Regions from separate parts of the Mus musculus genome. Here region 2 is linked to region 1. A link is a contact called in public HiChIP or PLAC-seq data. All regions are on one chromosome and are shown on one strand. Each heading gives the region's core, a stretch centred on a gene start, on an enhancer-like site or on the middle of the called end of the contact. The rest is flanking DNA. Distances are from core to core; before and after follow the strand shown.

What was found. HiChIP or PLAC-seq counts read pairs in DNA pulled down with a chosen protein or histone mark.
Region 2: an H3K4me3 HiChIP or PLAC-seq map of bone marrow-derived macrophages shows a contact between it and region 1, with 4 times the contacts expected there. The contact joins the promoter of Myef2 here to the enhancer-like site in region 1. A contact is called at or near these places in 8 of 39 promoter capture datasets (the 3T3-L1 cell line, 3T3-L1-derived adipocytes, the C10 cell line and 5 more), 2 of 115 datasets of contacts at active chromatin or transcription factors (bone marrow-derived macrophages and large pre-B cells) and 1 of 9 other capture datasets (liver).

Annotation. Positions count from the first base shown.
Region 1 is chr2:124,573,500-124,578,492 of GRCm38.p6, reverse strand. It overlaps a transcript of Sema6d not described here. Among named protein-coding and RNA genes, the nearest start is that of Sema6d, 78 kb to the left of the region's middle. Within about 2 kb of position 2,267, at least 9 of the 459 cell types and tissues checked have an H3K27ac peak or open chromatin away from gene starts, as enhancers often do. A contact at or near this core is called in bone marrow-derived macrophages, where this site is marked.
Region 2 is chr2:125,121,004-125,125,996 of GRCm38.p6, reverse strand. Myef2 (myelin basic protein expression factor 2, repressor) reads left to right here and starts at 2,337. Exons shown (of 16, transcript NM_010852.2): 1 at 2,337-2,612. The coding sequence starts at 2,479. Gm46759 (a long non-coding RNA gene) reads right to left here and starts at 2,353. Exons shown (of 2, transcript XR_001783448.2): 1 at 1,903-2,353; 2 at 1-1,208.

The sequences.
Region 1 (4,993 bases), core at 1,018-3,517:
ATGCCAGTATCATAGACAAGCCAGTGCTCAGGAAAAGCCTGCAAGGGAAAAGAGGCATGGATGGTATGAGGCACTGCTCAGAAATAAACAGTTTATCCCATTTGTTAGAGAGCAGTCAGAGCAACTGAAGGTGGGAACAAGGGCTAGGAGATCTTACTATTTTAATTTTTAGTAATTTTTGTGTTAGGAATCAAACCTATAGCTGTGTGTATGCTACACTTACGTTGTATTATTGAGCTATGCTCTTAGGCCCCAAAGTATAGTTCTTAGACCTTAGACCCTTCCTTATACATTAATAACCTTCAGGGTGAGTTGGGTTATTTATTAAAGCCTTATTGAGAAGACTGTTCGTCACCTATTCAGTGATGCAGGAAATCCCTAGCACTGTTGTCTTAGGAGAAGTCGATAGAGAGAATGACCCAGGGGTCTGTTTATTTCCTACTGCTACCTACCTCATTGAGCTAGCTACAGGGTCAAGTTCTTACCTTAAGAGATAGCCAACCAAGCAAGTGCAGCAAAACTTCTCAGGACTCACCACCTGGTTGGCATAATTTTATGAGTATTCAATCACAAAGGGACTAACCCAGCATCTGGGAATTCAGCTTCCCCTGAACCGATCACCAAAAAGCAAGGTGACTCACATTGTCACCCTGAAGACAAAATTTAAAAAAATAAATACAAGGAGGACACAGTTTAAAATTCCACATACAAATGTACTGTTGAGCAAGGGAGATGTGAGCAGATATCACTGACAGGCCCAGCAGTGTACAACCAACATAATTTTTGTTTTGAGGCATGGGAAGGGCATTGTGTCCACACCCCTTCCTTCTAGACGCTCCTTATCCCGTGTGAGCATTTAAGGAATAGAAAGTCCATTACACACGCAGTGATTCAATATGGCTTATCCATGACTCAGAATTGGTTTGATCTACCTTTTTCAACTTGCACAGCCAGGCAGGACTCATTTTCTTTGTCTTCCTCTGAAGTCCTCATTCCTTTTTGAAAAGTTCTTTCAGCCCACCAGATAGGCATGTGATACATTTGCTGAGCTGAGGTATATGGGTAATTTGTGATTAGAAATTCTACTCAAGGATACTTACTAGGTGTATGGGCTGTTAGCTTTAGGGACCTCAGCAAATAGTGTGCCATGTCTTGATCTTCCAGGGAGGAAACTCGGGACAGTTGGGTGGGTTGTCAGCTACATCTCAAAATTGTATATGCACTAAGAACTCAGAAGTGCCATGCCATCTTTCAGGGAATCCACGGAAGTAATTTGGCCTTACTGATGTTTCTCACACATATCACGCTGAATCACAGATGTAAGGCTGGAAAGTACCTTAAAGGCATACTCTCTTTTCTCTCTGTCTGAACTTGTCATTGTCTCTACCAAATCCTCCTAGGCCTTCTGCAACCCCAGAAAAACCCCTGTGTGGTGAGGAACATACTGACCTTCACAGCCTTACTATTGCCTGTTGATTACATAAATACATAGTCTTCTCAATTCAGCTTTATGTGACCGATTTTCTAATAACTGAACACTCGCATTTGCTTTGAGAGCCCTTGGATTCACCTTGGTCTTTGGGCTTTTCATTCCTGATCCCTTTTGTGAGGCTTCTGTCATGTTGTCCAATAGATTGTCTGATGCATAGCCTGGTCTGACCAGAAAAAACTTGAGCATAATGATTTTAGGACTAGGTATTTCGCCAGACACCATTAACATTTCCCCCCAATAGAACTATTAGATTGCTGACTCTATTTATTCACTATAGTTTCAAACCCTATTCTCTAGCCTCATTCAGATCCATTGCTTTGATTACAGCACTATACATATTAACACACACACACACACACACACACACACACATATACATATCTTACATATGTAGATCATTCAGTGAGTTTAGATTTCACTCCACTGCCATCACGACTCTTAGGACTAGCCTTACCTTGGTCACCTCTACTTGCAAAAACGGGAATATCAAATTTGGCACATCTTAGATTTTGATCACTATTTGCTTTCCTCTATCTTCTGCTCCCTAAATAATCTGCTTGCCTTGACTATGATGATGAGACACACCACCATCATATGACAGGAGATGCAGTTCAGAAACCCTGCCACTCAGCTGTGGGTCTTCCCTGTTCCCGCAGAACTCACAAAATTCACTTGTTTTTTCCCCAGAAATTTTGACTTCCATCTTGTGGTTTGTTCCTGGCTGTCAGTCTGTCTTGCCTGGGTCTCGCTTCTACTTTCCAACAGTGCCCAGGTTCCTCTTTCTAGGGCTCTTATCATATTACTTCCTTTTAAAAACTGCTCAGTAAGCTCCCCTTCTTCTTACAATAAAATCTAATCACTTAACATTTTAGAGACCTCCCCTATGTGGCTGACTGTACATTCTCTCAGTTCCTTTAGGAAGTCATGCTATACTCTGCTTTATCAGGAACATTCCACTGTGCCCCTCTCTCCTACTTCCAAGTCATTTTTTTCTTTTAAGACTACAGTGTAAATGTCACTGATTGGAGGTGTGGAAGCCATCTTCAGACAATTCTGCACCCCAGCACAGTTTATCCTGTCATAACACCTGGCTTGACACTTAAACTCTGCTACTTTATTGGACTGCTTCATTAGTGGGTTCCATGTACTGTGACATAGGCAGGCATCACCTTAGGTACATACAGTGCCTAGTATGGGGGCAGGTAGAACAGGTGTTTAGAATTTTCCCATAGAAGGAACAAAGTGCTGCTGTCAACATTTATATTTCTAGCTTTGCTCAGTGCCTAAGACTTTCTTTATGAGTATCTAAACTGTCATTATTAGCAGCATAACATGTATGTATATATGAATATATAAATACACAATACACATAAAAATAAACACACAAATATATATTTGAGATGGGATGCTGTTATGCAGTCCACATCAAGCTTAAATTTGCAATCATCTTGGCTCAGCTGCTCAAGTATGCGTGGCTCACCAACAATGTTAATAAGACAATAATTTGCTTATTCATTAAAGGGATGGACACATATGTCGAGGTGATGCTGAGAGGTATTTGATTTGTGGTTGGAGAACCAGAGGCACTGGGAGAGGGGAAGATGAGGATAGATTTAGCCCTGGGATTTGCCTCTGAGCCTCACAAATGAGTGACGTTGCATGATGCCTTTTCTTCACCCATGATGCTAGTGGCTACGATAGATGCACAAACATTGTGTGTGTGTGTGTGTGTGTGTGTATTACGCACATGTTACACGTTTTAAAGATGTCTTTTCTTGGAGAATTTCTTGGGTTTTTTTTCTTTTATAGTATTTGATGTTGGTCTGACCATGATTAGATGACTGATATTTCCTGTCTAGGAATGAAACTACTATCCACTGAAGCCATTGTAAAACTTTCAGAAGTTTTGAGCATAATTAAGTGACCCTTCTAAAATATCTAAATACTTAATGCATTTTCTCTTTTTGTGAATTCAATGACTTATATCATTTTACTAGTGAAGTATTAAAAATAATTTATAATATGACTCCTTGTAAGAGCCAGTCAGATATATAAATAATTGAACAAGTGACCTAAAGACCTGTTACTTACATATCTTAACACCCTGCAGGAATATCTTACCTCCTGCTTTCCAATTGTGCCATAGTTAGGAGTCAACAGCCACTATATTTTCATTTTTTATCTCTTCTGCAAATCCAGACCAATTATCCTTCAGTGGAACCTCTTCACTGGTCCAATTTACCCTTAGGATACTTCAAATGCTTCTAATCAAGTTGAGTTTCCCTCTGGCCTTCAGATCTCCCAGGGGTATGAGTGGATGCTACTGGAGGTGCAAAGCCATGATGGGACATGGAATATCTTACTGGGATTAATTTTTCTTTCTGGTTGTATTAGATATCTGTGTGAGTAGTCTCAGAGCCACTGAGTGGCACCTGTCTCCAGATCTTTTGAAAGTCTCAAGGCCCTTCCACCACTCTAGACACAAAGTCATACCTCACCTTTTCTGGTGACTTTGCTTTGTGGCTTCCACATTGCCCTCCTAGAATATAAAAGAAGCATTTCCATGTGGAACAGACTTTGATAAGTGTGGAGGAAAACATCTTAGGATAAATCCCTCCCACACATCCCACTCACCCTTTCAGTTGGCCATTCAGACATCACTAAATGTCCCTTTTAAAGACTTCCTATTCACCTAGGCAACCGACTCTGATGCTGCAAAGTCCACTCTGACTCAGGGGTGCCTGGTGCAGCTTCCCCTGACCTCTTCTGCTCTCCCTCATGCTCCTCCCACCGCTCCACAATCTGTTAGCTTCAGAGCAATTGCCTCAGATTCCGACTCCTAGAAACTCAATTTCCATGAAGGTTGTATTAAATGTCACTTCTCAAGAGTGTCCAATGCTTATGGTGGCCTCTTAGAGACACACAAGCTTAACTCAGGACGTGAAAGGCCACATTCCTCCATACTTAGGGATGCTTCAGTGGAAGTCTAAAAACTGAAGTGTGTGTTTCTCAGCACCATATTTACTCTTGACCGCCAGAGCATACTTACTTCCTCTTCTTCCTCTTTTGTGAGTGACATGTCTCTACAGCTTATCAGTAACGTTCTTTGCTTAGTTTTTTATCATACAATTCATGTTTCTGATATGTGGCATTGAGTCTAGACTCTAGACAGCATATGGTGGATATTTTTAAAAATAAATTCGCAAGTGAATAAATGAATGAATGGAGTTCCTCACATTTTTTCTATTAAAATTAATAGATACTGAATAATTAAAAGTGAGAATGGTCGTGGTAAACCTGCCAAGCCAAGCAAAATTTTAAAGGGAATTTCCATTCTAAAATGTCTTACAGTTTGATAAATATTTAACTTTCAATTATTGTTGTACAACTGCCAACATCAAAAGCTTAGACAAGCAATGTTCATTTATGCATTTAGCAAATTATTATTAAGCTCCTGGAATGTGACTGCAATCTTAGAGTCCCAACAGGAACATTGCAGTG
Region 2 (4,993 bases), core at 1,088-3,587, 550 kb before region 1:
GAACTGGGAATGGCATGCATCTTTAAACTCTCAAAGCCTACCCCTAGTGACGTACTTCCTCCAACAAGGAACAAGTACATCTCCTAAGCCTCCCAAGGCAGCACTGCCAACGAGGTTCTAAGTGGGGTCCACGTGTTCAAAGCACTAAAATATATATTTTGTGTAATTGTGGAGGATAACGATTTTGCAGTAGGAACCATGGGGGAGGGTGGGGGCCACTTCAACATCTGTTACCTAAGAGTTTTTCAATGTGCACACATAAACTGGGAAAAAAAAAATTCCCAGTGAGGGAATTAAATTCTCCTTTGTCGATTTCGCTACCCTTAAGTATGCTGTCAACAGCATGGAGAAGGAAAGGTTCATCTCTTCTAGGAGCCCCTCAGTGATCCTCAGTTATGATAACCCTTAGCTCTTTATGAATTCACAAGATTGGGGCTAAAGGGTAGGCAGAGAGCCATTTATCTTAGGCTCACAGTTTAAATCCTGCTTGGTTGTGGGTTGTCCTGGTGCTGTTTGTATTCTGATGTTAATTCTGCTTCCTCCAGAGGGGTTGCCCCCTAGAGCAGTCGCAGCAGGTGAAGTCCTGCGAACCTTCCCATTTTAACTGGTCAATAAAGGCGAGAGCCCGTTTTTTGGGCAGTGGTGGGATAGGAAGAACGGGAGATCTCTGAGAATGGGCACAAGTAGGGAAGAGGGAGGACGAGAGGAGGAAGGAAGACAGTGAGGACAATAGCCATGTTGGAGCAGAACCACGTGGCCAGGAGAAACCACAAGTAGCAAGGGGTCTTATAGCTGGGGAATGTTAGTATAGTGTTAGATCTGCCCAATCTAGGCTTATATCTTATACTTATAATAACTGGATTACGTGGTTTTTTTTTTTTTTTTTAAGATAGGCTTATTGGGGTTGGAAATTCCAAGACACTGCCCCCCAAAGCTCAGTCATTAAGAATAGCTCTTTTAATGGGATATTTAAATTGGCATACTCTGGAGTATGGGTAAGTCTCATGTGTGTGTTTAATTAAATTGTGCTTTTAGCTCGATTACAGCTCTTGAATAGTGCTGTTTCCCAAAGTCCTCCTCCAGCAGAGCTCTAGTGTCCCTTCCGAACCTTCTATTATGGTTTGGTCACGATGAACTCTTGAAAAGTGTTGAAATGTGAAAAAGGTTTTTGCAGGAATCTACTAGTCCAGGACTGTCAGATGGAGTTCCTTGGAGAAATTCAATGGTAACAAAAGAATACATGGAATAGTGAATACTTTGAAATCTAGGGTTGAGGTGGGGTGGGGTGGGTTAATCTGGTTTCTCCTTGATTGAAACCCCATGGGAGCCTTAAGAGATAGACTGCGATACTGTAGCACTTGGCCCTAGATGAAGTGTTTTCTTTAAATCTCTACCTTGCAGGGAAGGAACTGCTGTCTTTACCTGAAGAGAAGTGGAGAACTGAAATGCCTCAGCCGAGGAGAAAGCCTAATTTTCTCTGCCAGATTCCAGCACCTGTCTGCTAACTGCAACCATTAGGCCCCAGGGGTGACAGTACAGAAACACAAAAGTATCTGTTGTGTTTAGGACACTATGTGGGTAGAACGCCAAACTCAGAATTTTGTAGATGACTCTCATCTCTAATAAACTGTGTCTGCCTTATGCTGTTCACTTTTTTTTTAAAGAAGGAAACATTTGAGGAGGTCTTAGCTTTTTTTTTCAACTGAAAAAGGCCATTTTAGTGTGAAGTGTAATCATGACACTCAGGTTTATGAATCTTTAGTATTTAGGGGTAAAATCTATAATCCAAACCAAAATATGCATTTGTAGCTAGTCTTGTATAAGACTTCTTTTAAAACAATTTGTTTTTTCCATGTGTGCGTGTGGTTTGCCTGCATGTATATCTGTGCACCACAGACATACCAGCGCCTATGGAGTCAGAAGAGGTCGTTGGAGCTCCTGTATGTGGGTGCTGGGAACCGAACCCAGGTCCTTGGCAAGAGCAGCAAGTCATCCTAACTGCTGAACTCCTCCAGCCCCCTTGTACAGGTTTTCTTAAGAAAATGATGGACTGTCCAAATCGATAGCTGCCCCGAGAATGTAAAAACTTCGACCTCTTAGCTGATTGCTAAGGTCTACAAAAATCTTCAGCCCTCAAAGAAAGTGGTCAACTTGTCCTCAGCTACCGGTGCTCGCTGGCGGGTTCGTAGAGCATCCACCCGCAGAGATGGAGCTGCCATAGTCCTCTCATCCAAAGGCCCCGTCCCCGAGGACCCCCATCTCTGCCCCCCCAGGCAGCCCGCGCTCCCTCCGCAGGTGGCCGCGCCGGAGCCCCGCCCCCACTCACTCCCCAAGTCGCGGGGCCTCGTCCGCTCTCGCGAGATCCCGGCCGCCGAGCGCTCGGGGCCTTTTCAAATCGCGATCCGTTACCGCTTCTCCGGCCGCCGCCATTGTAGCGCTCGGAGCCCTCATCGCGGCCGAGGCGGAGCCCGCGGCGGGATGGCCGATGCCGACAAGTCCGAGGCGGCCGCGGGTGACGACGGCTCGCAGCAGCAACCGGCTGAGCCGCGGCGAGACACGCACCCCGGCGAGCCCGAGAAACCGCCGCGCAGCAGCGCCAACGGCGTTAAAATGTATTGTCTCCCCCGGGCGGCCGGGCGGGAGGGCGGCCGGGCAGGGCGGGAGGCGCGGGCGGCCCCGGGGCGGGAGCAGGTGCGGTGCTGGCGGCCCCGGCCTCGGGCGCGCGGAAAAACGGTCCCCTTTAAAAGGCCCGAGGCTAGCCTCATCCTCGGGGAGGACCCAGGGATGACATCATCGGTCCTTTCCCCTCCCGGCCCGGTTCCGAGCCCCGGTGAGGGCCGCGTGTGCGGTGGTGGCTTCCAAAGTGTTAGAGCTCACCGAACCCATTGTGTTCCTCTTGATTGGCTTTCGAAAAAGGAGGACTTGGTCTCCTCCACCCACCCGGTGATGGTTGTGGGCCGTGCAGGCTGGTTTATTTATTCATTTTTTTAAAAACACAAACTCAGTGTGTAGTGGCCTTCATTTTACTATAATTCACTTACGATATAATTAAATTACTGAAATATAAATCTGAATTTGGCAAAACTGGGAACGCAACCCAGGGCCTCGTGCAGTCTCCAGGCAGGCGCTAGGCCACAAAATGACACCCCCCCTCCACCGAATGCAGTGCTTTTTTTGTAGAAGAAAACCCGAGGGCTGAAGGTTGGATCTGTCATCTGTGTCTGTAGAGAATTTAGTCGACGTTAATCCATAAGATCTTAAGTTGTAAGGCAGTAGGATAGGGGCAGATTGTGCTCGGCTGTCCTTGTCACGTGGGGCTATGTGAAGGCAAACATTTATTTTCCTATGGCTTATTCTGTAAAAACTGAAGTTGAAAATAATGCCAGTAATTTGTTAAAACACCCTCCACCTCTCCATCCTGCCACGGTAGAAAGCAGTGAACACATGCTTTCTGACATGAAGTCAGAAAAGGGAAAATGTCTTTCTGGCTTTTGTGTGGAAATACTTGAGGCAGTGATTTGGACCAGTCTGTTGAAACCGGCTGAATTGAATTGGTTGCAAACTAGATGGGGTAGTGCTCCTCAGCTTCTCTATGACAGTCTCGCTCTTAGGGTGACATCATTGTATATTTTTTCTTAACCACTGACAACGTATTTAAGAGGAATTACCCCAGTTCCCTGGGGCCTATCCTGAGCTTTAGAAGTTCAGTGTTTGCTGTTTTCCTGATGCCTATATTCATTTTTGAAATGATATATGATATATGTGGAGAGGCACTTTAAGAGCGTTCCATTAGACAGAGCCTGTTGTGTTACCTTTGAATTGGCTAGGAATACCTTAAATATGGACATTCGTCTCCCTACCCACCTGGTGACTTTTGAACAGGAAGCATCGTGTGAGCAGAACAGAATTTTGCAGGTATCAGATTTGCAGGGCTTGAAAGTCAGTGCAGTTTGCTCATGGATGGAGAGTGTGCATGCATCAACCACCGAGAAATCAGAAAGCAAGGAAAGCCTATCTCTTATGCCTGTCAGATCTTGGGCTTTTTCAGAGATTTGCTATTAAAAATAGAAAAAAAAAGTGGAGTGACTGTAACAATATAGTCACCCTCTGTGTCTTTGGATTCTGTATTCATGGAGTTAATGGTGAATTGGAAATACCCACATTGTATCTATATGGAAAGTAAGCATACATGATACACGCGTTGTTTTAGGTATTATAAGTAAGGCAGAGAGTGAAGTGTGTGTGAGATTGTGCTACGTCCCATGCACACACTGTGTTTTGGGAAAGGGCTAGAGTATCTGGACTCTAGCTGTGGGGTGCAATGGGGCTGAGGGGTACAGGGTTGTATTACTAATGTGTACCTAGTAGTGAGGGTGCCACTGTTTGTTTTTTTTTTTTTCCTGAAGAAAATAATCATTGAATCTTATAATGTTGGTATTTGTGAAGCTGGTATCTAAACTTCTATTAGACCCAAAAATACAGTGTCTACAGTTGCATTGCAGGATGGGAAAAGAGGTGAGAAAGAACCATTTTCTAATTTAAGGAGAGAAAATATAGGGCAATTGTTAACAGTAAATACAGATTGTTTCCTTATTCTAATTCATTCTTTCCATATTTTCTCAGTGTTGAGTAGAGACCAATGTACTCTAAGGAATTTCTTACACCTCTGCTGGGCCAGCGTAGGTAGTCACAGTGAATACTTAGGGACTTGAATCTTCTGTGAGTCTACAGTGTGACAACCTGTGGGGTGGTTGACACTTTGGGCTGATTACCATGCTTTCAATGATAAGTCATTAAAAGAAATTTGATAACCAGACATTGCTTTACAACATCCACTGCTTCGAAGTGAGCCATGTGCTGCTATTGGGACTGGAACACCTTGTATTAATGCAGTCACAGCAGACAGAGGGGGCTGTCCTTTTCATCCTGTCACCTTAAATGTTAAAGGTTCACTGAGTATCCATTGAAGAAATAGAGGAAGACATTTTGAGAT